Linked DNA regions of Mus musculus: regions 1, 2, 3, 4 and 5 are each linked to region 6. Evidence: chromatin contacts called from public Hi-C, HiChIP or PLAC-seq and promoter capture Hi-C data. All regions are on one chromosome and are shown on one strand. Each heading gives the region's core, a stretch centred on a gene start, on an enhancer-like site or on the middle of the called end of the contact. The rest is flanking DNA. Distances are from core to core; before and after follow the strand shown.

Region 1 (4,279 bases), core at 1,692-4,191, 290 kb before region 6:
CATATCCACTAGGCCCTTGATGAGGGGCTAGGAATCAGATCCTCTGGATGAGCGGCAATGCTCTCCACTGCTGAGCCATCTCTCTAGGCTATGCACTATCGCAGACACCACCCCAAACATTTCGCTTGTGAGGTGTCAGAGGGGCTGTCAGGGGATGCTCTGGCCAGAGGTGAGACATTTTTGACTGAACTGGAGACATTTTTGACTGAACTGGGCCTAGGGAGCACTGACAAAAGGAGTCAGGGTTGGGCATATCAGCAACCCGAGGTAGAAAGATCAAATGAGAAGCAAAGGAGAGGAAAAGAACAGAGAAGCCTATGCCATGTCACCTGTAAGAATAGCTACTCAGCCTAGGCCTGGAACCAGGCAGTAAATGAACTAGGATTCTGTGCATGAAGGTGCCACCAGACACAGAGATGACCTAGGACAATGGATCCTAGTCCCAGCCTCGCAGAGTATCACCTGGCAACATTCAATAACTTGATGATGGCCAGGCATGGTGGTACATGTCCATGATTCCAGCTCTTAAGAGGTGGAGGCAGGAGGATCTCAAGTTTGGGGGGCTAACCTAGGCTACATAGTGAGTTTCAGACCAGCTTGAATTACAGAGACCGGTCTCAAAAAAACTCAGAAGAACTCACTAGAAGATGGTGCTTTCAATGCTGACACGGGGACAGTCCCAGGAACTGGGACAAGTTGTTCATCTCATATGTCTTTTCCCACTTAAGATGGCGGAATGCATGAACGGTGAGTTGTGGACTACAAGTTGAGTGTCTGGCTGTTAAATACTTAGCATGTAGATCTTTTCTGTCTAGCTGCCCTCTGGACAGGACATCTTCAAAGATCAGTTACAAGGAGGTTTGTCAGTTTGCTCCTCCAGGGACATAGATCAGTGTGGCAACAGGTGGGCTCCATTGAGGCCATATATGGCTTGGCACAGACACCTGTTTCTATACAATTTCCGAGTTCTGTGGGGTCGAAGGGGGCCCTGTCCTGTCTAAATCTTCCTACAACACGCCTTCATGTGGCAGATGCCTCTCCCGTGAAGCACTTACCATAGCCACAACTATGTACTTCACGGTATGTGGTAATTTCGAGACAGAGTCATGTAGCTCAGACTGTCTCTAACTACATAGCTAAGGACGACCAAAGCCTCAGCAAGGACAGAGGCCAGGTCCACTTTAGCTTTCCTTATTGAATCTCATTATCAGGTTTTTGGTTTTTTTTTTGTTTTTTGTTTTTGTTTTTGTTTTTGTTTTTGTTTTGTTTTTTTTTTTTTGTTTTTTGTTTTTTTTTTCAAGACAGGGTTTCTCTGTATAGCCCTGGCTGTCCTGAAATTCATTTGGTAGACCAGGCTGACCTCGAACTCAGAAATCCGCCTGTCTCTGCCTCATTATCCGTTTTAATAGTAAAGTAAGCCCAAAAGATGGCATCGGATTGGTAAAGGATGAGATCTCCAGCCTCAAACTTAGGAAGCTGCCTGTACAGACGGCTGGGCTTGAGCAAGCCTTGTATCCGGGTATTTTTGGTAACCACCTCCTCCTTCCCCCTCTGGCCCTGGTCAGCTATCAGCATGCACATTCACACCGCCTACCCTCGCCTTGAACTGGAAAGTACACAATGGGGTACAGTGGCATGGCCCCTGTTAGCATTCCTTCTAGGCTCCGCCCAACAGTTACCTAGCAACAGCCAGGTAGGCCTGGCTTGTTCTTAAAGACTTTGTTTGGTCGCTCCTTGCTCACTCTGCCCCCACCCCTGACTCTCTTCTCTCGCTGACCCCTTTCTCCTTCTCCCTCTACCCCCTGTCTTTCTCTGTCTCTACTCCCTTCCCAACCCCCCTTCCCACGCATAAATAAACTCTGTCCACACTATACCTGTCCTATGGCTGGTACCTCAGAGAGAAGGGATGTCACAGCACAGGCCCACCAAGGCCCCCTCCCACTGTACCATACTTGGTTCTATCAAACATATCCTGGCTCTCTTTTATAAAGCACAACAGCTACTGTGTAGACAGAGGTGCAGACTCAGTGTTGCACAGATGGCAGGTATCTTGGACGTCTCAATACTGATTTTTAGGCCTTGCATTCCTCTATTACGAGACTGCAGCCCAGTAGGATATAATGATGGAGTCGTAGTCCAGTAGGACCCAAACTGCTCTGTTAGCAATGGGGGTGGTAAAGGCCTTGCTATGGGGATTCTCTGTACCACTTCCTGCCTAAGATATGATGCTGGGAGTAGAGCTGCTGAGTACCCTCACAGCCAGCCCAGGCACCTCCCCTCCCTGCTCCAGTGACCTTTGTCATCGTTAATATCTATGATGTGTAGGACTTGCTAGGCAAGTAACTACCTCATTGGCGATGGCCTATGGTTTCTTCTTCCTCCACCTCCTCCTCCTCTTCTTCCTCTTCCTCCTCCATCCTCTGCTTCTTCCTCCTCCCCCTTTATTATCACCACCATCATCATCAGATCTTTACCAAACAGGCCAGTGGTCCAGATATTATGCTGAGTGTTGGGGAGGGATGTTCATGAGATAAAAGTGATTAATGAGATATGACCAGCACATGCTACATTCCACAGTCAGGGAGATAAGATATGGACTCAGTCTGTAGGGCAGTGTGTCATAAATGCCAGGCACAGGGTGAAGTTGACTAGTGATGCCTGGTTTCAGAGGAGAGAGAGCATGCGCTAGAACTGTGAGCGAGGCTGGGCTGGGCTGGCTTAGAGTGTTTTCCACTCTGTCATCCATTTACTTCACGTTGTTCCGTGCAGGGATCAGTCAGATGCTCTCACGACATTGCCCAGATACAAAAGAACCCGGACTGGACTGATGATGAGTGAAGAGTGGGTACTCCGTGAATGAAATGAGAAGCCCACTTCCTCTGCACCCAGTGCCTGATGTAACGTCGTGCAGCCTGGGTCGCAAGCGGAAGAACCCCACCTGCTGAAGTCATCCCTGCTGAGTCATTTCCGGGGAAGTGACTTGGAGAATCTGCACGCTCGCGTGAATGTCCTGCCTTCCAGTTTCTGTCTTCGGGCGCCACCTAGTGACAGCATTCGGAAAAGCTCTCTGCTCCTTCCACCTCCTGGCTACCCCCAGTACCGGTTTTCCTCAGTTGCCTCATACCCTGTAGCTCCCAGTACGAGACACCCCTCTTCCCAGTCCACTTCCTCTATAATTTTCTCACTTTGACCTTTTCCCTGAGCATCCTCTTGAAGAAACATCATCTTGTCATCTTCACGGACTTTTCGGAGTTCTCTAAGGGATCCTTTCTAAATTAATTCAGTGCTTTGCCAGTGAGGTGTTGGGGAAGCCGATGCCACTCTTCAGGTCCCTGAGACTTAATGCTTCCCAATGTTGCCTCTAGATCTGCATCCTCTTCATGTGTCCCCCTTTTCTGTACCACTTGGTATACCACACTAGACCAAATTAGAGTGTCCTGGTGGCACATATCTGTTTGGGTGTCCTGGGGTATGCAGATTGGCAAGAGCCATGCTCTCAGGAGATGTGACAGAGGGAGGCAGGTGAGGACTCACAAATTAACTAATGGATGTAACAATGAATGATCCAGAGGAAACAAAGTGGTTAGCTGAAAGTAGAAGAATCTATGTGGTGATGGGAATGGTAAGAAGGTTTCAGAGGAAGACAACAAAGAGGGGGCTGGAGAGATGGCTTAGTGCTCAAGAGCACTTGTTCTTACAGAAGACCCAGGTTCCATTCCCAGCAGCCATACGGTGGCCCACAACTGTTCATAACTCCAGTTCCAGGAGCTCTGGCACCCTCTTGTGGCCTCTGTGGGCATTACGCCCACTAGACATACATGCAGGCCAGGCACTCATACACTTAGAAAAACAAACCAATGAGAACAGTGAGGACGGAGGGGGAAGAAGTGAACAGTGAGTCCCTTTGGGGTTGATGCGCTACCATGAGACCCTTGGGGCAAGGTGGTCAACATGACTTTAAAGGTAGCAATGTCCTTGTGTATGCTGGAGTGTAGGTCCCCGAGACAGGCACGCTGGCTTCTCCTTGGACCTTCGTTTTCAGTGGATTGATTACATACATAAGGGAGTTTTTACTCTTTCACTTGGCTTCTCTGTTGGTTTGGGTGGGAATCAAAGAGAGAACTGAGAGTGGCACCCAGAGACCGGAGCAGAGAGCAGCTGTTTGAAAACAGAAGTGCAGAGTGAACTCACACAGGGCTCCCTTGGAAGTCCCTCCGGAGAAGACTCAGATGACATCACCTCCGGGGCCGAGCTGAGCTCATCTCCTGGGACTCTCAAA
Region 2 (4,220 bases), core at 803-3,302, 360 kb after region 6:
TGGATCTCACTACGGAGCCCTAGAACTCAATGTATAGGCCAAGCTGTCAGATTCACAGAGATCTCTGTCTCCTAAGTGCCGGCATCAAAGAAAGGCCTTTGCTATCATGCCCTGCTAGTTTGGTTTCTGTTTGTTTTAAAGAGAGATGGATTAAGTTTGTTTTTAACAATTTATTTATTTTATTTATATGAGTACACTGTCCCTGTCTTCAGACACACCAGAAGAGGGCATCGGATCCCATTACAGATGGTTGTGAGCCACCATGTGGTTGCTGGGATTTGAACTCAACACCTCTGGAAGACCAGTCAGTGCTCTTAACCACTGAGCCATCTCTCCAGCCTTTTTTGTTTGTTTGTTTGTTTTGTTTAAGTCTTTTTTTTTTTTTTTGGTCTTTTTTTGGTTTTTCAAGACAGGGTTTCTCTGTGTAGCCCAGGCTGTCCTGGAACTCACTTTGTAGACCAGGCTGGCCTCGAACTCAAAAATCCGCCTGCCTCTGCCTCCCAAGTGCTGGGATTAAAGGCGTTTTGTTTAAGTCTTATTTTTAAGTGTGTCTGTGTGTGGATGAGCCCGTGTGGGTCAGAGGCACTGGGCTCCCTGAAGCTGGGCTTACAGGCTGTTGTGAGGGCCTGACATGAGTGCTGGGAACTCAGGTCCTCAGAAGAGCAGTACAGACTCTCTAGAGCCATGGTTTTGCTTTTTTTTTTTTTTTTCTGGGATAAGTTCTCATAGCGCAAGCCGGTGAAGAACTAAGTGTCCCAGGTTGGCTCCAACTCACGGCCATCCTCCTGCTTTAGTCTCTTGTGCTGCACAGTCTCTTTAACCCACTAATGTCCTAGGCTCCTGTCAAATGAGATGAACACACTTCCTCCCTATTTAAGTCACTGTTTCTCAGATTTCTGTCCTGTCTGCGGCTGAGTGGCATCTTTAATGGCACCCTCTGCAGAGTGGTCCTTGTTGATCTCTAAGTTTGGGGTCAGCCTGGTCTATAGAGTAAGTTCTAGGACAAGTGAGGACTACACAGAGAAACCCTGTCTTGAAAAACAACAAACAAACAAACAAGCATAAAACAAATAAACAAAAACAAAAGAAAAAACCACAACCCCCTCCCCCCAAGCCCCACTTCCCATTAGGACCCATATGTCCATAACATTTCCAGCCAGGTGACAAGGTCTTGTCCTCTGTCTCTTTCTGTGCATGTAGGAGTGCGTGTATCAGAAGCCAGAAGTCAGCGTGAAAACTCTTTCTCAATTGCTCTCCATTTTGGTGTCTGAGGAAGGTATTCCTACAGATCCCAGAGCTCACCGACTTGACTACACTGGCGGACTAGAAATTCCCAGGGATGCTCCTGCCTCTGCCTCCTCGGCACTGCCACCACCGGCGGGGTGCTGGAGATCCAAACTTAGGTCCTGCAGCTTGTGAGGCAGGCACTCTGGGGTCTGTGCCATCACCGCAGCCCCATTTGGAGCTGTTCCGTATTCATGCCTGCCTCATCTGTGGCCAGCTGAGGCTACAGGAAGAGTTAAAAGTGCTCAGCCCTAAAAACATACAGACAAGTAGCATTCTACAAGCTGAACAGGTTGTATTTATGTATCTAAGTACACACACACACACACACACACACACACAGAGAGAGAGAGAGAGCAATAATTTATGCAAAAGAGAGGCAATGAGCCGGGCTTGGTGGAGCACGCCTTTAATCCCAGCACTCGGGAGGCAGAGGCAGGTGGATTTCTGAGTTCGAGGCCAGCCTGGTCTACAAAGAGAGTTCCAGGACAGCCAGGGCTATACAGAGAAACCTTGTCTCAAAAAACCAAACCAGAGAGAGAGGGAGAGAGAGAGAGAGAAAGAGAGAGAGAGAGAGAGAGAAGCAATGAATTTGAAATAAAGAAAGAAGGGGTGTGTATGGGAAGGCTTGGAGGGATGAAAGGAAGAAACGACACAGTGATATTATAGTCTCAAAAAATAAAAGAAATACTTTTTAAAGGCTGTGTTGTCTACATAGGCATGCCAGCAGCTGCTCCCCTGCTGGTGTAGAACAGCTACCTTCCTCACTCTTGCCTGTCAGGTGTGCCCCTGTCTCAGCCGCCTGCACTTCAAGGCCTTCTCAGGCAAGGAGCTCCTGGTTCTCTGGATGTTTGGTGATGCCACAATGACATGACTTCTTTGTCCCAGTCCTGGGGTGCTGAGGTGGTCAAGGTCATGACCCGTGACAAGATATCTATGGACAGCAAACTGTTAAACTGCCCCACGTGTCCTGCTCTGCCGTGCCCCGCTATATGTAGCCAACTAGAATGCCATTTGAAAACTAAAATCTCCCATCAGGCTGGGCGGTTTGGCCCCATTCGGCAGGAGGGGAAAGGGCCAGTGTGGCTGCAGGCTGGCCCTAAACATCAGCTTCCAGCCCGCGGAGCTGCAGGCTTCCGGTGCTGGGCGGGGCCAGAGCCGTGGGACCGCAGGCCTCGGTGGTGTGACTGATCCTCTGAACACTAATAGGAAGCCACACACCGTTCATTCTCCTAGAATAGCTACGCACCTGCAGATAAGCAGTTTCTGTTGTGGTGAGAAACAGCACAAGAGAGAGATGTAAAGGTAGGCCAGGGCCCAGCCGGTCCCGACCGTGACAATTCTTTTTTGTGGTGAAGTTTTTGTGGTCCTCACACCTCCTACTCACTTTCAATCAGTGCCACCTGCAAGCCATCGGCCACTCTGGCCACACAGACACCTATGCCGAGGGCCAGCCAAGCCTGTCCCCAGACCACTCAACTGAGATTGCTGAGGCCACTCTCACTGAGAGCCTAAGAGATAGGCCCTGGTTTGGCCTCATTTGGTCTCCATAAGTCCATTGCAGTCACTACGGTTTGTTGGGGTCTTAGTTTCCTCTTTTGCAAAGCAGGACTAATGGTAGCTCTCTTCAGAAGCTATTGTGAGACAGAAGGACTGCATGTGGCCAGCTGAGGGCGGTGCCTGTCCTGTTTATGGGTGGAGATGCTCCAGCTGGCCTCCTGCCCTATTGTGCAGCCTGTCCCTGTCGCGTGGCTGAGGAATACTCCACTGAAGCTTGAGAGAAAGTTTGACTAAGACGTGATCTATGTGCTGGCTAGTTTTATGTCAACTTGTTTCAAGCTGGGGTCATCAGGGAGGAGGGAGCCTCAGCTGAGACAATGACTCCATAAGATTGGGCTTAGATGACAATGTAGGGCATTGTCTTAATTAGTGATTAATGGGGGAGGGCCTAGCCCATTCTGGTTGGTTCCTGGTTCTATAAGAAAGCAGGCTGAGCAAGCCAGGAGGAGCAAGCCAGTAAGCAGCACCACTCCATCGCCTCTGCATCAGTTTCTGCCTCCAGGATCCTGTCCTGCTTGAGTTCCTGTCCTGACTTCCTTTGGTGATAAATGGTGAGGTATAAGGGTAAGCTGAATAAACCCTCTTCTCGCCAGGTTGCTTTGGTCATGGTGTTTCATGGCAGCAATGGTAACCCTGGGGTCCATTGCTAAGGTCCCTCTAGGACAGTGGCTCTTAGTCTTCCGAATGCTGCAGCCTTTCTTTCATTACTACTATAATCTTACTACTGTCATGAAATGTGATACAAACATCTGTGTTTTCTGATGGCCCTAGGCAACCCTGTGAAAGGGTTATTTGACCCCCGAAGGGTCTCGACCTCTAGGTTGAGAACTGTTGCTCTAGGAGGGCTTCCTCAGCCACCTCAGCACAGCTGCTCCCTTTGGACTTTCCTGCTTATGTGACCCCAGCCTGTGGCCTGAGACAAAAGAGGAGGGCTCACCTGGGAAGTGTCTTCACAGCACAGGTCAGATAAGCAAAGGGCCGCCTCAAAGCACTGGAACAGGACCGTGTCCTACAGGGCCTTGTCCTGGTCTGTGTGGTGCACTGCCTCCTAGCTCAGCCACTCACACGAGAACAAGACAGCGTGCAGGGAAGATGAAGATGCCTAGGGCCACAGCTCAGCAAGGGAAAGAGAGAGACCCAGAAGAGAGGAGGAAGAGGAGAGCAAGGGGAGAGGGAGAAGGAGATGGAGAAGGAGTAGTAAAGAGGGAGACAAGAAAGAATAGGAGGGGAGCAAAAGAAGACAGAACAAACAGGAAAAGCAGAGTCAGAGTTGGTCAGATGCAGCACTCATCTTAGCACTGGGGAGGCAGAGGCAGGCAGATCTCTGAGTTCAAGGTCAGCCTGCCTTATATAGTGATTTCTAGGACAGCTCAGGC
Region 3 (4,393 bases), core at 955-3,454, 260 kb before region 6:
CAACACAAAACAGCATGCATGTGGGCTTCTTCTAATTTTTTTTCTTTCCTCGGGTATGATAATTATGTGCCTAATGCAGCTTCTCCCTGGGTGCTATGCAGGAAGCAGGGAGTGTAGCAGGAAGCCCACACTCAATGCTGGTTCTGCCCCGAGCAAGGGCCAAATTATGTCAGCCCTAGGATGTGTGCCCACTTTACAGACTTCTCTAAAACTGCTGTATCCCCTCATCTCCAATGTCCCAATCCCCTCCCTATCCATCCATCAACTTGCCTATTACAACGCAGCGCTCAAGTCTCAGATAACCGGCCACCTCTGCCATGGAACCTTCCTTGTTCTCAGCCCTGTGTCCCCTTGTTAGTCTGTACTTTCCTTCCCAGAAACTGTTAAAATCTCCGCTCACTTTCTGTCTCTGGCAAGGTGGTTTCTAGAGGAAGGGGCCTGGTTTTGGCCAGCATCAGCTTGTGACTGTAAATTCTGGTATGTGGAAGAACCATCTCGATCGTCCCTTAAAACAGCCAAGGTGCAAGGCTTTAAAATTCTTATAACTCAACCAAAAACTAAAAGGAAGACAACTGAGGAAGAAACACCGCAGTGTCCTCTTTTTTAAGAGGTAAACGGGGACTAAGAAGTCATGCCCGGGTACTTGCGTCACGCCTGGGTACTTGTGTCACGCCAAGCAGTATATGTGCTTTACCAGCGGAAGGATGGGCAGTGCAGAACAGCAATTAAAACAAAGTCCTCCCACATTAAGAAGTCTGAAGTTTTCCAACATGGCTGACATGAGGGTATTCACAGTGACGAGGGTATCCCTGAGTGTGGTTCTCACTGATTGTGTGTGTGTGCGTGTGTGTGTGTGTGTGTGTGTGCTCGATGCTATGGTTCACAGATATTACTTCCAACTAGCTGAATAGCTAGGGCAGCCCAGTCCTCACAGACAAGCACCTTTCCCAGTGAGTTCCCTCGGCACAGAACATGATCCCACTCCACTTGGCATCCTCTGTCTAGGCCACTGGACATAGCACTATCCACTCCCACGGTGTTTAGACAAAGCTTGTGTCTCCACAAGCCAAGGGGGTGGTGTGCATCACTAGCTCTCAGGTCACGACGGCAGTGCTCGTGTCTGACACCCCCAAGTTGGAGGGTCCTTCTCCAGGTTCAGAGGTTGCCCAAATCTTTGACATAGTAACAGTACTTTGTCATCTACGAACTTCACACCGGAGAACCATCCAATCCAATTTCCAGGAAGAAAAAGAAAAATTTAACAAATACCTCATACTGTTTTCAGTCAGTTTCTAATTTGATGGGAGGCAGGATTGGTATTGGCACTGAGAATCATGCAATTTGCAGACCGATGGCTGGCCAAGCCTTCTCAAGGCAGTAGTGTCTTCCGTGTGACAGGTAGGCTCTGAGGGGAATAGAAAGTGACTTCTTGAGAGCAAGGGCATCCTAGTGACTCCAGCCCTTCCTTGGCTTCTGTGCCTCCTCAGAACAAAAACAGGGCTTCCAGGATAGCATGAATATGTACCTGGCAGATGACCCCACGGGCGCTGTACACCTCACAATTAGATCCCTGAAAATCATGTAAGTGACATACTCACAGTATCAGCGCCACCTGCCAATAAGTCAGGTGGACAAAGCTTGGTCTCTCACACAATTAACATCTTTGGTGACACTGGAGGGCAGACAGATGTCCTGGTCACTGAAGAGGCATCTGAGTGATACCAGGTCCCTCAAGGCGCCTATTGACACTTCTAACCTGCAGATTTAGGGCAAGAACAACCTAAAGGGCCTGGGGGTGTCATGGACTCCCACCAAGAGTCAGGTAGGGACGTTCCCTCACTGTTGGCTTAGCAGAGGGCCCTGCATAGAGGTCCCAGGACTTTCACACATGTACCTGCACGCTTGTGCTTTGCTCCTGGCCCAGTCAGTAATTCCAATTGCTACAACAGAGAGGGGAAGGGGGCAAGGGGAAGGGGAGGGGGAGGGAGAGGGGAGACAGGCTGTCCAGTCGGTGTGAGAGTTAAGAGCCCAGCCACAGAAAGCCTCAGCTGCTCTTTCACCTTGAGACAAATGCCCCAGAACTAGCTAGACTTCGCTGCCTGCTGAGGTTCCTGCGGAGGTTCCCAAGCTCCGTGGGCTGAGGGCGGAGCAACGAGGCTCCGCCTTCAGGTTGATGTCAAGCTGGCCCTGTGGATCCAGCGGCAGTCTTCAGTTCTCAGGACGCCGCCGGCCGGAGGCGTAAAGGCCGGCTCCAGTGGACGATGCCGCTGTGCGCCCAGGATGTTGTCGCGTTTGCTCCCATTCCTCGTCACGATCTCCAGCCTGAGCCTAGAATTCATTGCATACGGTAGGCTCCCCAGCGCTCGCTCTGTTGCTTTAAAGTTCACATTCGCGGGAGAATCTGCTTGGATGGGCTGGGGTCCCGCCCCAGCTCCTTCATGCTGGCAAAACGGTCTCCGGCTCACCTGCTGTTTAAGTGGAGGAGGCTAAGATTAACTGTGGCTGTTTGGGAGTGGCCAGCGATGGATGGGTAAAGCCTATAGTTTCCGTCCTGTACGTACCCTTGTTCCTCAAATCATTATCCTACCACCTCCGGACAATCCATAACTTAGCCCTCACTTTTCGGCTGTTCTGGTTCTTCCGTGGGTCTGATCGTGCCCCTTCTTAGTTAGGCTCCTCTCCCTGAACCCTACCATCTCACCCCATCCCTTCTTTCTGCCCACCCTTCCCGACCACCCTGTTAGTCTTTAGCCCACAATTCATCTCCGCTGCCTGCTGCCCACCCCCCTCACACACACACACTTTACCCACTCCTCAGCTCAGGCTAGGTTCCTGTAGCCCAGGAGAGAATGAAAAAGTGGAGAGTTGGAGGGACCAAGTGGCACAGAAGTACGAAGACCGGGGACCCCAAAACACACTTTTACAGGAGTTCAAAGTAAAAAGAGCACAGTCAGTCATGTTATCTACAGAGGCACTGGGGATGTGCCCCGCTGAACATCACAAACACGGGCTGAGGTTTTCACTCCCCCTCTCAGAGTTTTGCAACTGAAACACAACCTTGAGATTCAAAGAAAGGGGTGGGGGGGGGGAAGGGCTGGGACAAGTATGTTTTCTGAGAATGACAGGGTCACTGAAAGAGAACTGAGAACTGTGACTCTCAGAGAGCTGGCAGTTTGGAGAAGGAAAGTGTTGCAGAGCTGCCTTCAAGAGGAGACATCTTAAAGGGTCAAGAAGGCTGGAGAGGAACAAGGGCTATTGTCCTTGCAACACACTTAAGCCCGCAGAACTCATCAGGAGAATTCAATAGGAATGCTTATTGTATTGTTACAAAAAGGGCAGAGGATCTCAAGGGGGTCACTCCTCTGCTCCTGGTCATACTGGCAAGCTGCTAGCTCCAGGCTCCTGTGTCAGCTCTTTAGAACTAATAGAGTGGGAGACTACAGGTACTTCACAGCTGAGTTTTCGAGGAGGCCAGGAGGCTGGACCGCTGACGTTCATTGTCTCCATTTGAGGCTCGCCTAGGCATCTGATTATACTGATGTCCATGTCTGAGCTACAGCTTTCCTAGAAACTAGGGACTGTGGGGATACCCTGTGCCTGGACCACAAGATGTCTGTGTAGACAAGCAGGGTGCCTACGGATCCAGATAAGGTCAAGGGTCATGGCTTGGATGAGAACTCAGTCCTGGAATGTCGCTAGAACAGGAACAGGCTTTGGCCAGAGAGCCAGGGACCGGCTCATCTGAGAGCCACTCCTGGCCATTATCCTGGAATGTAACAGACCCAACTTGCCTTTGTCAGTCCCTTGTGAGGCTTCTCATCCCACATCACACAAGCATAGAAAGACAAGACTCTAGCTTTGGATTCAGACACATTCTGGATATAGACCACCACCATGCCCCTTACTGGCTCCACTGGCCTTGGGCCAACTATCTGATTCTCTGGGATTCTATTTCTTCTTCACTAAGTTCGGCATGTGTCTAGAGCCCAGAGCTGCTGTGATCACTAAACCGAACATATATATGTAAAGCACCCAGCCCCTCCCTCCCAAAGTACTCTTGCGGCTTTCACCACCCTCTTCCTAGTCCCCCGGGTACCTCTGCTTTCTCTAGTGTTAGAATTCTTTCCCCTAGGGACAGAACTGCCAAGCCCTTCCTATGTGTGGTTTGAAGCCAGATTTTTCCAGCACATCCTCCACTGGAAACCTATCCCAAACCAGTCTGAGAGCACCTACTATGAAGTGGCCCTCAAACAGTAAGGAAAGAGGCACAGGGGGACCAAATGGAGGCGGGAGGGGGGGGGGACGACTAGGTGGCTACCTTACTATTGAAATGAGACTAAAAGGGACTCTGACACATACTTGCTTGAGTGTCATATGAGTTGAGCAATGTGCT
Region 4 (3,885 bases), core at 922-3,421, 480 kb after region 6:
AGCACAGGCTGATAAGGCACCCAGAAACCAGCTATTCGAAAAATAGTTGAAGACATTAGGATGTGGGTTGGGACACATAAGACTCACAGGCACGTGATATCTGTACCCAGAGGTCACTTGGGAGACATGCTACCTACACACACGGTCATGTCTGAGGCCCAGCTGGGGGTGTCATAGAAGATACATTTTGACTCAGCATGAAGGCTCAAGTTTCTAATTCTAAACAGTAAACCATCCTACTCTGAAACATGATCTACCCTCCCCCTTCGCACTTTATTTTATGGATGGGTCTTATCACATAGACCTCTTTAGCCTCAAACTCAGAATCTTCCTGCATCATCCTCCCAAGTGCTGGGGTGACAGACATTCACCCTCAACAGCTGAGGAACCATGATTTCATGAGGCAGCTTTCTCCCTTGAGTGAGGATGCTTTGGTCTCCTTTCTTGCATCCTCTGGAGAGGAGGGGTGGGCAGAGTGAGGCGTGACCGGCTTGTCTTTCAAAGTCCCTTTCCATTCCTTGGAGTTTCTCATGCTTTGGTCTTTTCTGGACAGTGTGCTCAGAGCAGCAAAAGTGGACTTGTGTGTGTTGCTGGGCAGGAGGGGCGTGACCGCATGGTGTAGGGTTGGAAGGATGAACAGTGCTTCGTCAGCTCCAGACTCAGGAAGCGCCGAGGCAGTGTATCCCTGAGCAGCACAGGACCAGAAGAGCTGGAGAGGGGCTCCAACCCTGTGCCCTGGCTTTCTTCCTCCTTAAGAACAGTTTTGGGGCCAGCAAGATGGCTCAACAAGGAAAGACATTTGCCATCAAACATGACTACCTGAGTCCCACATTCCCACATTGTAGGAGAGAAACAACTCCCACAAGTTGTCCTCTGACCTCCATAGGCTCTCTCTGTGTGTCTATATCGTTGTCTGTCTCTGTCTGTCTCTGACTGACTCTCTCTCTCTCTCTCCCTCTCTCTCTCTCTTTCTCTCTCTCTCTCTCTCTCTCTCTCTCTCTCTCTCTCACACACACACACAAATAGTGCCCCGTATGTAGTACCTACATAGTGTAGTGGGTACAATCTTACACTATCATGGCCTAAGTCAGGAAATATCCTCCCGTGGAAGAAAACCCACCAGGACAAGACCTGGAGGGGAAATGGTTCAATGTCCACCACAGGTCTTCATGAACGAAGTGGCTCTCAGGATGGGACAGAGCAGGGGTAGAGAGCAGGGGCAGAGAGAGCCTGCAGAGCAGCTATGATGGAAGCAGGGGATGACAAATGTGGAGTCAGGACACTTGGGTGCAAGGTTGCCACCATTGATGCGTTACAGGATCCTGGGTAGGTCAGTCTCCATCTCTGGGCTTCGGGGTCCTCCTGTGTAAAATTGGAGCTGTGGGGGTGGCCTAGGTAACCATCCATGTCCTTTCAAGCTAGGTGTCTACAAGTTTACTTGTGGTGGAACGCCTTTTTGACCTTTTTCTCTGAGTCAGAGACAGCTCGATGGCCATATTTATACTGCACTCTTGTCTGGTAATTTCATTTTACATTTTTTCTTCTAGTATTCTTAGGGTTCTTCCCTTTGAAAGAACTTAACTCTTTCAAACTTGAGCTGAAAAGAGGGAGGGGCAGGGTTCCCCCTCCCTGGCCGGGCAAAAGGATGGCAGTCACAGGTTGATCAAGTGCCCTGGCTCGCCTGGGACTGAGGGGTTTCCCAGGACAGGGGACTTTCTTTGGTTCTGGGCAAACTGGGATGGTTGGTCACCCTAGTGATAAGGAAAGTGAGTGTGTAGAGGAGGCTGGGAGTACTCTTTTCTTAGCCCCTTCTATGAGGAGTTCCCCAAGTCTATATGCATCCCTCATAGAGATCCAGTGAGCAGAAGGGAGGGGCAGCCTTCACACCAGACGCCTGGCCCAGTTCAGACCATGAGTGCCAGGAAAGGCACTGAAATGCTTGCGTAGTACTGACTCTGTGGGGGGAGTTTCCCTTTTTCTTAAAAAAAAAGAAAAGAAAAGAAAAGAAGGGGGAAAACACACACACACACACACACACACCAGAAAAGACTCAGTGGAAAAAAAAAAAAAAAGAGATGAGTCGAGAGGCAAGCAGCAAGCCCTCACTGGCCCCAGGAGACCGCACATGGCTCATTTGTTTAAGTTTGCAGCTGACGCCTGCCACCTCTCCATAGGCACCAGCACAAACCTTCTCGACATCAGACAGTGACCAGCCTGGTGACGCAGAGCTGCAGCTATGAACTACCCACTAACCCTGGACATGGGCTCCATCACATACAATATGGATGACCTGGTGAGTCAAGTCATGTGGCTCCCTGCTGCTCTGGTCCTGCTTGGAACTTTAAATATACTATGTCAAGGAAGAGGGGATAGCTTGGGAATCCCGCCGCAAGGATTATAGAACATAGGCAAATACATCCACTTTTAGACTCTTATTGTCTCCCATATCTGTTGCCCTTAATAGATGCCAAAGGGAGGTGGGAGACACAGGATCAGGTTTGGCATCTCCTGCTGTGTGACTGAGGACCCAGCTCTGCCTCTTGCTTCTTTAACAGAGAAGTTTATCTTGTCTCCCTGAGTTAGAATGGCAAAGTCATTTGGAAGGGGTATTTTTGTTTGCTGCTTTTTTTTTTTTTTTTTTTTGAGACTGAGCTTCTCTGTGAAGCAAGCATTGGCTGTCCTGGAACTCTGTAGACCAGGTTCAAACTCACCTACTACCTGCCAAGTACTGAGATTAAACGTGTGCGCTGCCGCTGCTGCTGCCGCCGCTGCCACCACCACCACCTGGCTGGAAGTTTTCTTCATGTCAGTTTGCTGGCAGTGCTAGTCAATCAGGCAGTGTGGAGTTGTTGGCTGGGAGAGGAGGGGTGGGCAGAGTACTCAGTTGGTAGAGTGCTTGCCGAGTGTGCATGCTGCTAGGCTCATCCTCAGCTTGCACAGAGTGTGGTGGTACACACCTATAATCCCGGCATGAGAAAGGTGGAAGCAAAAGACTCAGGGGCGGGAGCCTAGAACACATTGAGACCTTGTCTCCAAAAGAAGGTATATATAATTGTTCATCTTGCTGAATGACTTGATCATTAAGGCACAATACAACATCCATCTGTGTTGGGTGGAGAGACTGAGAACATAATCTTTGCCCTCAAGTCACTGATGGTCCAGACAAGGTGGAGCTAATCCCTGGCTGGAAGGCTTTAGACAGTGATTTTGTATAGATGAAGAAAGCATGAGGCCAGACGTGGCAAGGAAGAGGACCCCAGGGGTCAAAGTCATGCAGCTGTATTGCTCCTAAAAACACCTTGGAGCATGTCGCTTTGCCCTGGGAGGGACTGTCATCTCTAGAGATACAGTATCTTGGAAGAGCTTCTTAGGTGGGAGCTTAAGAAAGAAACAAGCAAAGAAAGGAAGCAGTGCCTGGCACCCTCTCCGCCCCCTGCCTGAGTGTCTTCCAGTTAAGCATAGGAGTTCACTTGACTTGGCTGCTATTGGACTACCAAAGGATATTGTTAGGAGCAGTTCAAGTGGGAAAACCCAGGGCTGTGGGGCTGTGGGTTATGGGCATCAGTAGACTTAGAACCTTCATCATGGCCTTATTCTCTATGAACTCCAAACCCAGAGTCCTATCAGCTCTCCTGCCCTAATCACACCTTGAGGTGTTTCCCCCCGACTCTCCCAGCTCGCCAGGATCTGTGGTCTGCTTTATCATTCTTCCCACTATGTCGCTGGGCTTGCTGAACCTGCTCAGCTGGCATCACTTGGGCACTCATGGGGATTCTGCAAATAAAAGGACCTCAGGCTTGGCTCAATGCTTTCTGTTGTCTTGAAAAAATTTGGGGGGTGGGGTTGTTTGTTGGCTTGTTTGTTTGAAACAGAGTCTCTGTGTAG
Region 5 (3,884 bases), core at 534-3,033, 310 kb before region 6:
CAGAGTCTTACTATGTCCTGGAACTTATTATGTAGACCAGGCTGCCTCCCAATTCACCAAGATCCATCTGTTTCTGCCTCCTGAGTGCTGGAATTAAAGACATACACCACCACACCTAGCTTCTCCAGCCCAATCTTATTTACTCTTAAGAAATCTGAGCCAGGTTGTGTGGTGCACACCTTTAATCCTAGCACTCAGGAGGCAGAGGCAGGCAGATCTCTGAGTGTGGGGGCTAGCCTGGTCTACAGAACAAGTTCCAGAACAGCCACGGCTACTCAGAGGAAATCTTGCCTTGAAAAAAAAAAAAAAGGAAAGAAAGAAGACAAAAAAATGTGCTGTAGACAAGATTAGGGGGCAGCTATAGGCTCCCTCCTTTGCCTCTACTCACTATCTATGGGTTTCACCTATACCCTTAAATAATGGGATGGCTCAGCTCTCTCATTACAAGAGAAGCTTGGACCTTCCATAGTGATCCCAGGACCTACCAGAACTTTGACACTTAATTCACACTTTTGCCCATGTCCTGTCCTTCCAACCTGCTTCCACATTGGTCCCTAACTCTAGGAAGATGAGTTTCCCAGATGAACATGCTTCTCTAACCCCACTCCAGGAGAGAGGCCAGGTCTCTGCCCATCTCTAACTTGAACAGATAGAACTTGATAGATAGCTCAGTCCCCATCTTTGGGTCTGGGGACTAGCAAGTTTTCACGGAAGATAGCCATGGCTGTGTGTGTGGCGCCCCATGCTTCCTACAGAATGCTACCCCCACCCCATGCTCCCTGTTCTGCTTCCTGTGGGGACATGAGCCAAAAGGACCAGAGCAGAGAGCAAAGGAGAAGAGCAGAGAGGGGTCTGGAATAATAGGAGAGATAACAGTGCCTTCGGAAACATACCCGGGTTCAGAGTGGACCACAAGCCAGGCACAGTCTAGAACATATGGTGAGCTGGATTTCTTCAAACCCAGGGCTTGTTGGACTTTCTAGAGTCTCAGAGTCCACTCTATCAATAGAGAACAGAAAAATATGGAAAAGAGCAGAAAACAGGACCTAGGAGAAGTTAAGCAAAAAGAGGGGCGCATTAAATAAGGCTTTGTGGATACCTAATGTGTGTACAAGACCCTTTTCTACACAGGACAACCCCATTGCTCTCTATCACCTCTAAAAGCAGCAGAAGAAGCTTAAGATATAGCAGAAGACACTGTGGTTAGACATAAGGAAGCACTTCCCATGTACTTTACGTCCCCTAGTAAGTAACCAATGAAAAAATTTAAATGTACATTTAAAAAGAAGACTCGCATGCTTCCGGGAAGGGTTAGGAGTCTAGCTAGGAGGTAATCCTTGAAGATGAGTTAAAATACCTTTGGGTTCTCAAACCAGCAAAAATGAATCTAGATTAAATCCAATCCTCAAACAGCAACGCCAGATTACCAAGTAACTCCAGAGCTGTTCTTGCCAGGGCACACACAGGCCACAGCCCTGTCCAGGCCTTGGCCACACAGCCCAGGGGTGCCTAATAACCAGACTCCATATTTTATTGGTTTCTCCTCCTCGGAGTTCCTTCTAGGGACTAAGATGAAGCAGTTGAAATCACTGGATCCCAGGCAGCTTCCAGCCAGCAGAGACATTCTGTCTTCCCTACACTCGGGGCAGGTCTTGGCAGCACCCTGCCTGACTCCAGCCTGTCCCTTCTCATGCCTGGGAAAGCCCAGGAGACCGCGGCGCACTCACCCGGTGGCTGCCTCTGTCCATGGTGTAAGAGAATGCTTCTTCCAGGCTCAGCTGATGTCGAGGGTAAGATCCATGTTGGCCCCCAGTCCCCCAGCGTGTGGGGAAAAGGAGGCTGAGGGCCGAGGGCCGGCCCTCAGCAGATGGGGCGGGGAAGTCGGTGGGACGTGTGAGGTAACTCAGGTATAAACAACCCAGAACTCGCCAGACCTGTCCTTCAGCCCCATCCCAGTTACTCAGCTAATACCTGGGCTCTTGAAACTGCCACCACATGAGCTTCTGTGTGTGGGGTCCCCTTCACCGCCCCTCCCAGAGGGTTCCAGACAGGATCTGAGATTATGGGAAGCCCTTCGAATGTGGTCACCTGAGCCTTCCAGGAAGACCCTGCCCTCAAAGTGTGCTCATTTCTAACTGTGTCCAAATCCCAAATCTGGACATGAGATGGACTTTTTTTTTTCCTGAAAAAAGTTTTTTATGAAAACTCTTAACAACGACAAGAGAAATCAGATGGTTTTAAATGGTGCACATAATGAATTACCTCCATTGGCAGCAATAAAATATTATGAATTATATCAAAATCAATTACTATAAAACATGTATGTATTTGAGTGGAAACCGGTCTGGGGAATATATTAGGCTGACTCATGACCTCCTACCCTGTGCTCCATCCTGATCATTAGAGGCAAAAGAAACAGAGGAAGAGACACGTGTCCTAAAGCAAAGTCGCTGCGCTCAGAAGTGTGGAAGCAGAAGAGTTAGGTGGACTTGGGAATGCTCCCTTTGTGATAAAGCCCCAGGGTGGCTGCAACTTCGCTGAGATCCGTGGATTCTGCGATTGGGTCTGTGTTCCCCCATGCATGAATCTGTACCCAGATAAAATTCTCTTTGCTTTTATTTTTGCCTCTTTTGTGAATTCTTGGTTTACGTGCAATCCTAGAAGCTGGACAGACCTAGACCCCTGGAGCTGCGGTGCCAGCACTGATGGGGCTGGGAGTGGGGTGTGTGTGTGGGGGGGGTGGGAGCTGGGACACTGACCACACTCAGCAAACCAGTGAGGCAGTTCTGGCATCAGACAGTGGGAGGGAGGGGGGCAAAGCCGGAGGAGATGGCGAGGCTGAGAATGCCCTGACAATTAGGAGCAGTGGCCATGGTCAACTACTAGGGTGGAGTCTGAGGCTGCCTCTTGACCTTTTAGATAAACAGATATGAAAACTGTTCTAGTTTAGGGTGTTCAGGGAAGTCTAAAACACAGAGGCTCATGGGAAAACTCCTGGAAGACCCAGGCAGAGAGCCAAGGAGTCTCTGACTTGGCTGCATTACTTCACTGGCTGCTCTTCAAGACATCAGAACTTGGCCCTCGCTCTCTTCCTCTCGCTGTCCACACTCTGGTCATCCAGGTCTGGGCACAGGCTGGCCACATTGTGTGCTGGGTCCTCCTCTTCCCCTCTCCTAAGGAGGTCCCCTCTGGGCACCAATGAGCTACAAGGCTATGCTTCATCCTTGGCACCCAGAGGCCGGTCCTGGAGGGCTCCATCAGTCTTCCAGGCAGGTCAGATGTCTTTTCCAATCCAAGTCCCCAGAGCCTCTTGGAAGAGCTCAGATAGGGGGTTCTGGGCAAGTCAGAGGGAGCAACTGAAGGCAAGATCGATTTGGAAGCCTACGAGTGTGCTGTCTGGGAATTGGTGATGACACATAGCACCAAGAAGTCAGCTCTGGAGCAATGTCAGCTTTTCCTTGGTCTTCTGTCCCAGAATTCTTGCTAAGCAGGTTATGCTGCCCTCGGTGTCCCACAGAGTGGGTTCAGGAGGCACAGAACGCTGATCCTCAGCCTCTTGGAGTAGAGGTGGGATTTCCAGGGCTTTTCTTCGTTTTGAGGAAGGCTTTGGGCTGCCTGGACAAGACTCAGACCCTTCCCCCGACAGAGTCCAGCCTTGAAGCTGCCCTTTCCATCCCTGCCCTGGCTGGATCTTCTCTTTCCTAGTGCCTTTCTTCCAGGTTCCATGCCTTCCTACCTGGCTATCCCATCCTGTCTTCCTCTGACTGACCCTTTCCTCTGAAAGCTTCCAAGCTGCTTTCTGGAGAGACTCATGGCAGGCCTGCCTTCTCTCTACTGGGGGATCTCAGAAGCATTTTCACTCCCCGGATGGGGACCCTGAGCAA
Region 6 (4,367 bases), core at 1,113-3,612:
GCTTCCATCCAACTACTGGGTAACGTGCCCCTTGCCATGCCATAACTCAAGAAATCAGAGACAGCGCTTTACTGCTCTCCTCCCTCCTGGCGGCTCTCATGCTCTTCCTGACCTCTCTTCCTCAATGTCTTTAAGGTTTTTAGAAGGAAAAAGTTTAATTATGGAAGTGATACATCATTGCTTCTCAGACGTTTGGCTAACATCAAGTGTGGAAGTAAGACCGTGCATGTATTAAAACCAATGAAGAGCATAGGAGAGGTGTATAATAACACCACGCCCCACTCATCCCACCACTATGCCTTTTCTCAGGGGCACAACCACCTCAACGGACCCCTTCCTCTGGGCTTATCTTCACATCCCACAAAGTGCACAGACATCCTTTGAGTTCCCTGGGAAACAAACCTTGAGGTGGAGATTTGTGTGCAGGTGGCTCGTGGGAATGCAGGACACCTGCAAAGGAGAGAGGGAAGCCACAAGGCAGACAGAGAAAGTCAACTTCAGGGAGCGACTTCAGGGAGCGGCAGCTCAGAGGCCTCTGCTTGGGCCTCTGTGCTCATGAGCTCACTGCAGCTCTGGTTACCATGCAGCATTTCAGCAGGCAGCAGGTAACTGCACTCAGAGGGTGGGGGGCGGGTGAGGGGGGTTGGGGAGGGGAGAGATGTACGGGGGATGTCTGAGGGCAGTGAAAGGGAGAAATCAAGGTGGATATGATCAAGATACATTACATACATGTATGGAATTGTCGGAGAATAAATAAATCTTTTTTGAAAAAAGGGGAGAGAGCGCCAGAGAGTGAGACAGCAAGGCAGAAAGCAAACCCCAACTCAAAAACAAGGCGGAAAGGGGACTCAGACTCCAAACTAAGGTAGAAAGGGGGATCGAGAAAGAGCGCTTAGTATCCATCTCTGGCCTCCACAAGCACCTCACACGTCTGCACACTCAAACTCCATACATACATGAAAAGATTTTGTAATTTCCATTAATTAATTTATTTACTCATTTTACATCCCAATCTCAGCCCCCCTCCTCCAAGCCCCCCCTCCAAGTCCCCGCCCCTCAGATAGCCGCTCCCCCCACCCCTCCTTCCCCTTCCCATCTGAGAAGAGGGAGGTCCCTCTGGGCACTGAGTCTGATACTATCCCTTATCTGGAGATGTGGGTGGGCAAAAAGAATGTAAGAGTAGAAACTAGGGAGAAGGGCTGTGAAGCACTGCCTTCTAGTAGCTGTGGCAGCCAGCAGTGGATCCACATGCAACTGGGCTTATCAACAGTCAATCATGCATTGGGGCGGGACTTCTGGGGCTCTAAGCCTTTCTACTGAACTATAGGTTATAGATGGATTCAGAAAGAAAGGCAGCCGTTTTCTTCAGTCCTGTACCCACTGAGGAGCTCTTCAGGCTCCTTCAGTAGTTAGTTCCAAATCCACTGTCACACAGCTAACTCTCGTTAAACCCAGTAGATATATCAAGAAGCGGAGCCAGAGAGATACCTCAACAGATAAAGTTGTTTGTGGTTAAAAACCTAAAGACCTGAATTGAAACCTGGGACTCACATGTTAGAGAGAATCCCTCAAGCTACCCTCGACTTCCACACATGCTGTGGCAAGTCTATGCCCACACATATACACATATAATAAATAGGTAAATAAATAACGTAAAACTTTTTTTTCGTAAAACTTTTTAATAAAAGACTTGTCGAGAAAGGGAGATTAATCATCAGAAAGTGTGTTACAATTGTATGAAATTATCAAAGAGCTAAGTCAATAAGCGTTTTTTACAAAGAAAAAGATTGTTGCTTATAACTCAGGAAGTACTTATGCTAGATTTTAAATAATAATGCTAAAAGCTACCCTAGTGGGTGCATGAGTAAAGCCCCTAGCATAGTGTCAGTACAAAGACAGGAGCTATGTGACTCTCTCATTGTCCAGCAACTGCCCAGCATGTGCAATCAAAGGCCAGGACGGCTACATGCTAAAAATCCTGTCTCAAAGAAAGAAAGAAAAGAAAAGCAAGCCCCTCGAAGATTATTAATGAGACGGCTCCACTCCATCCTGCTGCTCAGACCCAAGGGCACCATAACAGAAGGCAGATACTGAGTGCTTCAACGTCTTCCTGCCTCCGCTGGAGGGGTTATGCATAAGGAAGGCTCCCTCAGTGTGGAGGTGCTTTGCACAGGGCACAAGTAGGTGTTTTTCACAGCACTCTCGGGGGCTTGCTAGAGCCCCCCTTGTTCATCCTTATGGGAAGGCTGTGAGGCGCGGATTTCCTCAGTTAACCAAGGCGGAGGCTTCTGCCTCAAACATTTCCAAGTGACGTGGAGCAGGCGGGCCCTGAGTCCCCTCTACACTTCCTGTGTGGGGTTCAGACACCTGCCTCCCCTGTCTGCGTCTGGTGCCTTCTTCAGAAATGGTAAGTCTCTCCTTGTGAAGTGCCCCCCACTCTCCTTCATCCTACTATGGCAACCAATGATCCAGGGTCTTTGCATGCAGCCACTGTGTTGAAAACCTCATCTGTTTCTTTTTCAGAAGTAATGAGCTGGCTGCGTCCGCCATCTTGGTAGAGAGAGCATTCTGAGAGGATGCGGTGGAACACTTTCTGGGGCATCCTGTGCCTCAGCCTCCTAGCTGGTGAGTAGGGGAATGAAAGGGCGGTGCTTTCCCAGGCCATTGCAAGGTTCACAGTCTTGCCCAGTGCAGCTGGTGCCTCAGTGGCTAGAAGATTCAAGGAACTGTTGGCGATACCGTTAGGAAGTGGGGACAAGGGCTGGGGACTCAGGTGCGGGGAGACAGTTCAGGAGACATGCAAAGGAAATCAGTTGGGTTGATCTCATCAACTGAGAGAAGAGTTCTGTCTGTCGTGGAAAATAAGCCCATCTGACTGTAAACTTAGCAATGCTAAGAACTAACACAAGGAATGAGCAGAGATAGTGCCTCTCTTGGTTTGGGGGAGACGGGAGGGTTAGACTCAGGTTCATCCCAGCTTAGTATCTTTGAGACACTTTGTAATTTCCAGTCTTTTGGAAGTGGCCAAGAGATTCCTACTAGTTCATCCTTTTGGGGAAGTAAGGTAGGATAGAATTGGTAAATAATTGAGAGCACATAAACAACATGCATGCTCGTGCTCGTGCGCGCGCGCGCAAGCACACACACACACACACACACACACACACACACACACACACACACACGGCCCTTTGCTAAGTGCATGTGCCGCATGAAGAAACAAGGGTTAATCAGTTTGATTCTTGCTTCTTCCATGGAAGAAAAGTGGTACGGCTCCTGTCTTATGGATGAAGTTGTCATGCACGATTGACTAATCATTCATTGTTAAACAGCAATTCCGGCAGTTGATCTGGGAAGCCAGAGATGTCTGTCGACAGGGTCTGTGCTCAGGAGGGCTGCATGCACTTTGTGAGGCAAATGGCTCATGAGAGTTTTATGTCAAAGACCTAGAAAATTGCCACAGCCTGGCTCCCCTCTCAGAACCACAGCTGTGTGCCTCTACTTCCTGCTTCACTTTGGGTTTCTCAAACTTGACTGTGCACACACCTTCACAGGGGGTCCTGAGAGAGTTGGCTAGCTGCTTGTGAGACAGAGGTTCATGAGACAGTCTAAGTTGACTGGTCTTAAACACTGTGCCCTTCTGCCTTAGCCCTGTGAATGCTGGGATTCTAAGCTTGGGCTAGCAACTCCTTCAACATCCTGTATTTCTAACAAGCTTTGGGTTTATTTATATGGGACTGGTCCAAGGAACACACTTTGAGTCTCACGGGGCAGACTATGACTCCTGCAAGAAGCAGTCATTAATTGTACTACCCCTTAAATTAAATAAATAAATAAATAAACAAAAAAACAAACAAATAATGAAAGCATCACTTAAAAGAGAAAAGAGGAGAGTCTATGGTATAGTTGAGTGGCTGAAGTGCCTCCCATCAAGGTTGACAACAACCTGCATTCCCTCCCCAGGCCCTACACGTGAAAGGAGAGAAGCCGTTCCTACAGGTTGCCCTCTGACCTCCCAATCCCGAAGCACACATGCACACACAGGCACACACTAAATAAATGTAAACAAACATAATAAAGGGAAAGATAAAGACGGAGGAGGGAGGTAAGGAGAATGTTGAAGACTCAAGCACTGTAGATATGTGCTTTGTCTGCTCTGGGGATGCAGAACGTCTCACCCTGCACTGAGACTGTTCATAAGCAAAACGCTCGCTCGGGCGGTGCAGGGGAACTGGCCACTGTGACAGACCCAAGTCAGTGTTGATGAGGGGACCCAGGATAGTCCGATGCACAGGCTCTAGTTGCTAGTCGTCAGGCTTTCAAATATCCCCACCTCTGTCTCAAGCAGAAAACAAGTGGAAATTTTG

What was found. Promoter capture Hi-C pulls out the DNA fragments that hold promoters and counts their contacts. A called contact is a pair of places that touch in the nucleus more often than the background predicts. HiChIP or PLAC-seq counts read pairs in DNA pulled down with a chosen protein or histone mark.
Region 1: a contact with region 6 is called in a Hi-C map of Th1 cells, with 3 times the contacts expected there. The contact joins the enhancer-like site here to the promoter of Cd3e in region 6. A contact is called at or near these places in 7 of 484 Hi-C or Micro-C datasets (the AML12 cell line, the P5424 cell line, Th1 cells and 3 more), 3 of 115 datasets of contacts at active chromatin or transcription factors (bone marrow-derived dendritic cells, double positive thymocytes and large pre-B cells) and 1 of 9 other capture datasets (adipose tissue).
Region 2: a contact with region 6 is called in an H3K4me3 HiChIP or PLAC-seq map of the SCID.adh cell line, with 2.5 times the contacts expected there. The contact joins the enhancer-like site here to the promoter of Cd3e in region 6. A contact is called at or near these places in 1 of 39 promoter capture datasets (embryonic stem cells), 1 of 15 datasets of contacts at CTCF or cohesin (embryonic stem cells) and 1 of 115 datasets of contacts at active chromatin or transcription factors (the SCID.adh cell line).
Region 3: a promoter capture Hi-C map of embryonic stem cells shows a contact between it and region 6, with 2.2 times the contacts expected there. The contact joins the promoter of Il10ra here to the promoter of Cd3e in region 6. A contact is called at or near these places in 4 of 39 promoter capture datasets (embryonic stem cells, hippocampal neurons, second pharyngeal arch cranial neural crest and 1 more), 1 of 484 Hi-C or Micro-C datasets (regulatory T cells), 1 of 115 datasets of contacts at active chromatin or transcription factors (large pre-B cells) and 1 of 9 other capture datasets (adipose tissue).
Region 4: a contact with region 6 is called in an H3K27ac HiChIP or PLAC-seq map of thymic regulatory T cells, with 6 times the contacts expected there. The contact joins the promoter of Cxcr5 here to the promoter of Cd3e in region 6. A contact is called at or near these places in 1 of 484 Hi-C or Micro-C datasets (regulatory T cells) and 1 of 115 datasets of contacts at active chromatin or transcription factors (thymic regulatory T cells).
Region 5: a contact with region 6 is called in a promoter capture Hi-C map of liver, with 2.9 times the contacts expected there. The contact joins the promoter of Tmprss13 here to the promoter of Cd3e in region 6. A contact is called at or near these places in 4 of 39 promoter capture datasets (the C10 cell line, liver and stem cell-derived epiblast-like cells), 1 of 484 Hi-C or Micro-C datasets (bone marrow-derived macrophages) and 1 of 115 datasets of contacts at active chromatin or transcription factors (bone marrow-derived dendritic cells).

What each region holds. Positions count from the first base shown.
Region 1 is chr9:45,299,318-45,303,596 of GRCm38.p6, reverse strand. No RefSeq gene overlaps it. Among named protein-coding and RNA genes, the nearest start is that of Tmprss13, 18 kb to the left of the region's middle. Within about 2 kb of position 2,941, at least 318 of the 459 cell types and tissues checked have an H3K27ac peak or open chromatin away from gene starts, as enhancers often do. A contact at or near this core is called in the AML12 cell line, the P5424 cell line, Th1 cells and 4 more, where this site is marked.
Region 2 is chr9:44,644,428-44,648,647 of GRCm38.p6, reverse strand. No RefSeq gene overlaps it. Among named protein-coding and RNA genes, the nearest start is that of BC049987, 26 kb to the left of the region's middle. Within about 2 kb of position 2,052, at least 107 of the 459 cell types and tissues checked have an H3K27ac peak or open chromatin away from gene starts, as enhancers often do. A contact at or near this core is called in the SCID.adh cell line, where this site is marked.
Region 3 is chr9:45,266,960-45,271,352 of GRCm38.p6, reverse strand. Il10ra (interleukin 10 receptor, alpha) reads left to right here and starts at 2,204. Exons shown (of 7, transcript NM_008348.3): 1 at 2,204-2,347; 2 at 4,133-4,253. The coding sequence starts at 2,281.
Region 4 is chr9:44,524,730-44,528,614 of GRCm38.p6, reverse strand. It overlaps Cxcr5 (chemokine (C-X-C motif) receptor 5), which reads left to right and starts at 2,171. Exons shown (of 2, transcript NM_007551.3): 1 at 2,171-2,293. The coding sequence starts at 2,237.
Region 5 is chr9:45,316,999-45,320,882 of GRCm38.p6, reverse strand. It overlaps Tmprss13 (transmembrane protease, serine 13), which reads right to left and starts at 1,783. Exons shown (of 13, transcript NM_001013373.2): 1 at 1,728-1,783. The coding sequence starts at 1,748. It overlaps Lncbate3 (brown adipose tissue enriched long noncoding RNA 3), which reads left to right. Exons shown (of 4, transcript NR_040720.1): 3 at 1,564-1,790; 4 at 2,405-2,617.
Region 6 is chr9:45,007,606-45,011,972 of GRCm38.p6, reverse strand. It overlaps Cd3e (CD3 antigen, epsilon polypeptide), which reads left to right and starts at 2,362. Exons shown (of 8, transcript NM_007648.5): 1 at 2,362-2,407; 2 at 2,524-2,625. The coding sequence starts at 2,577.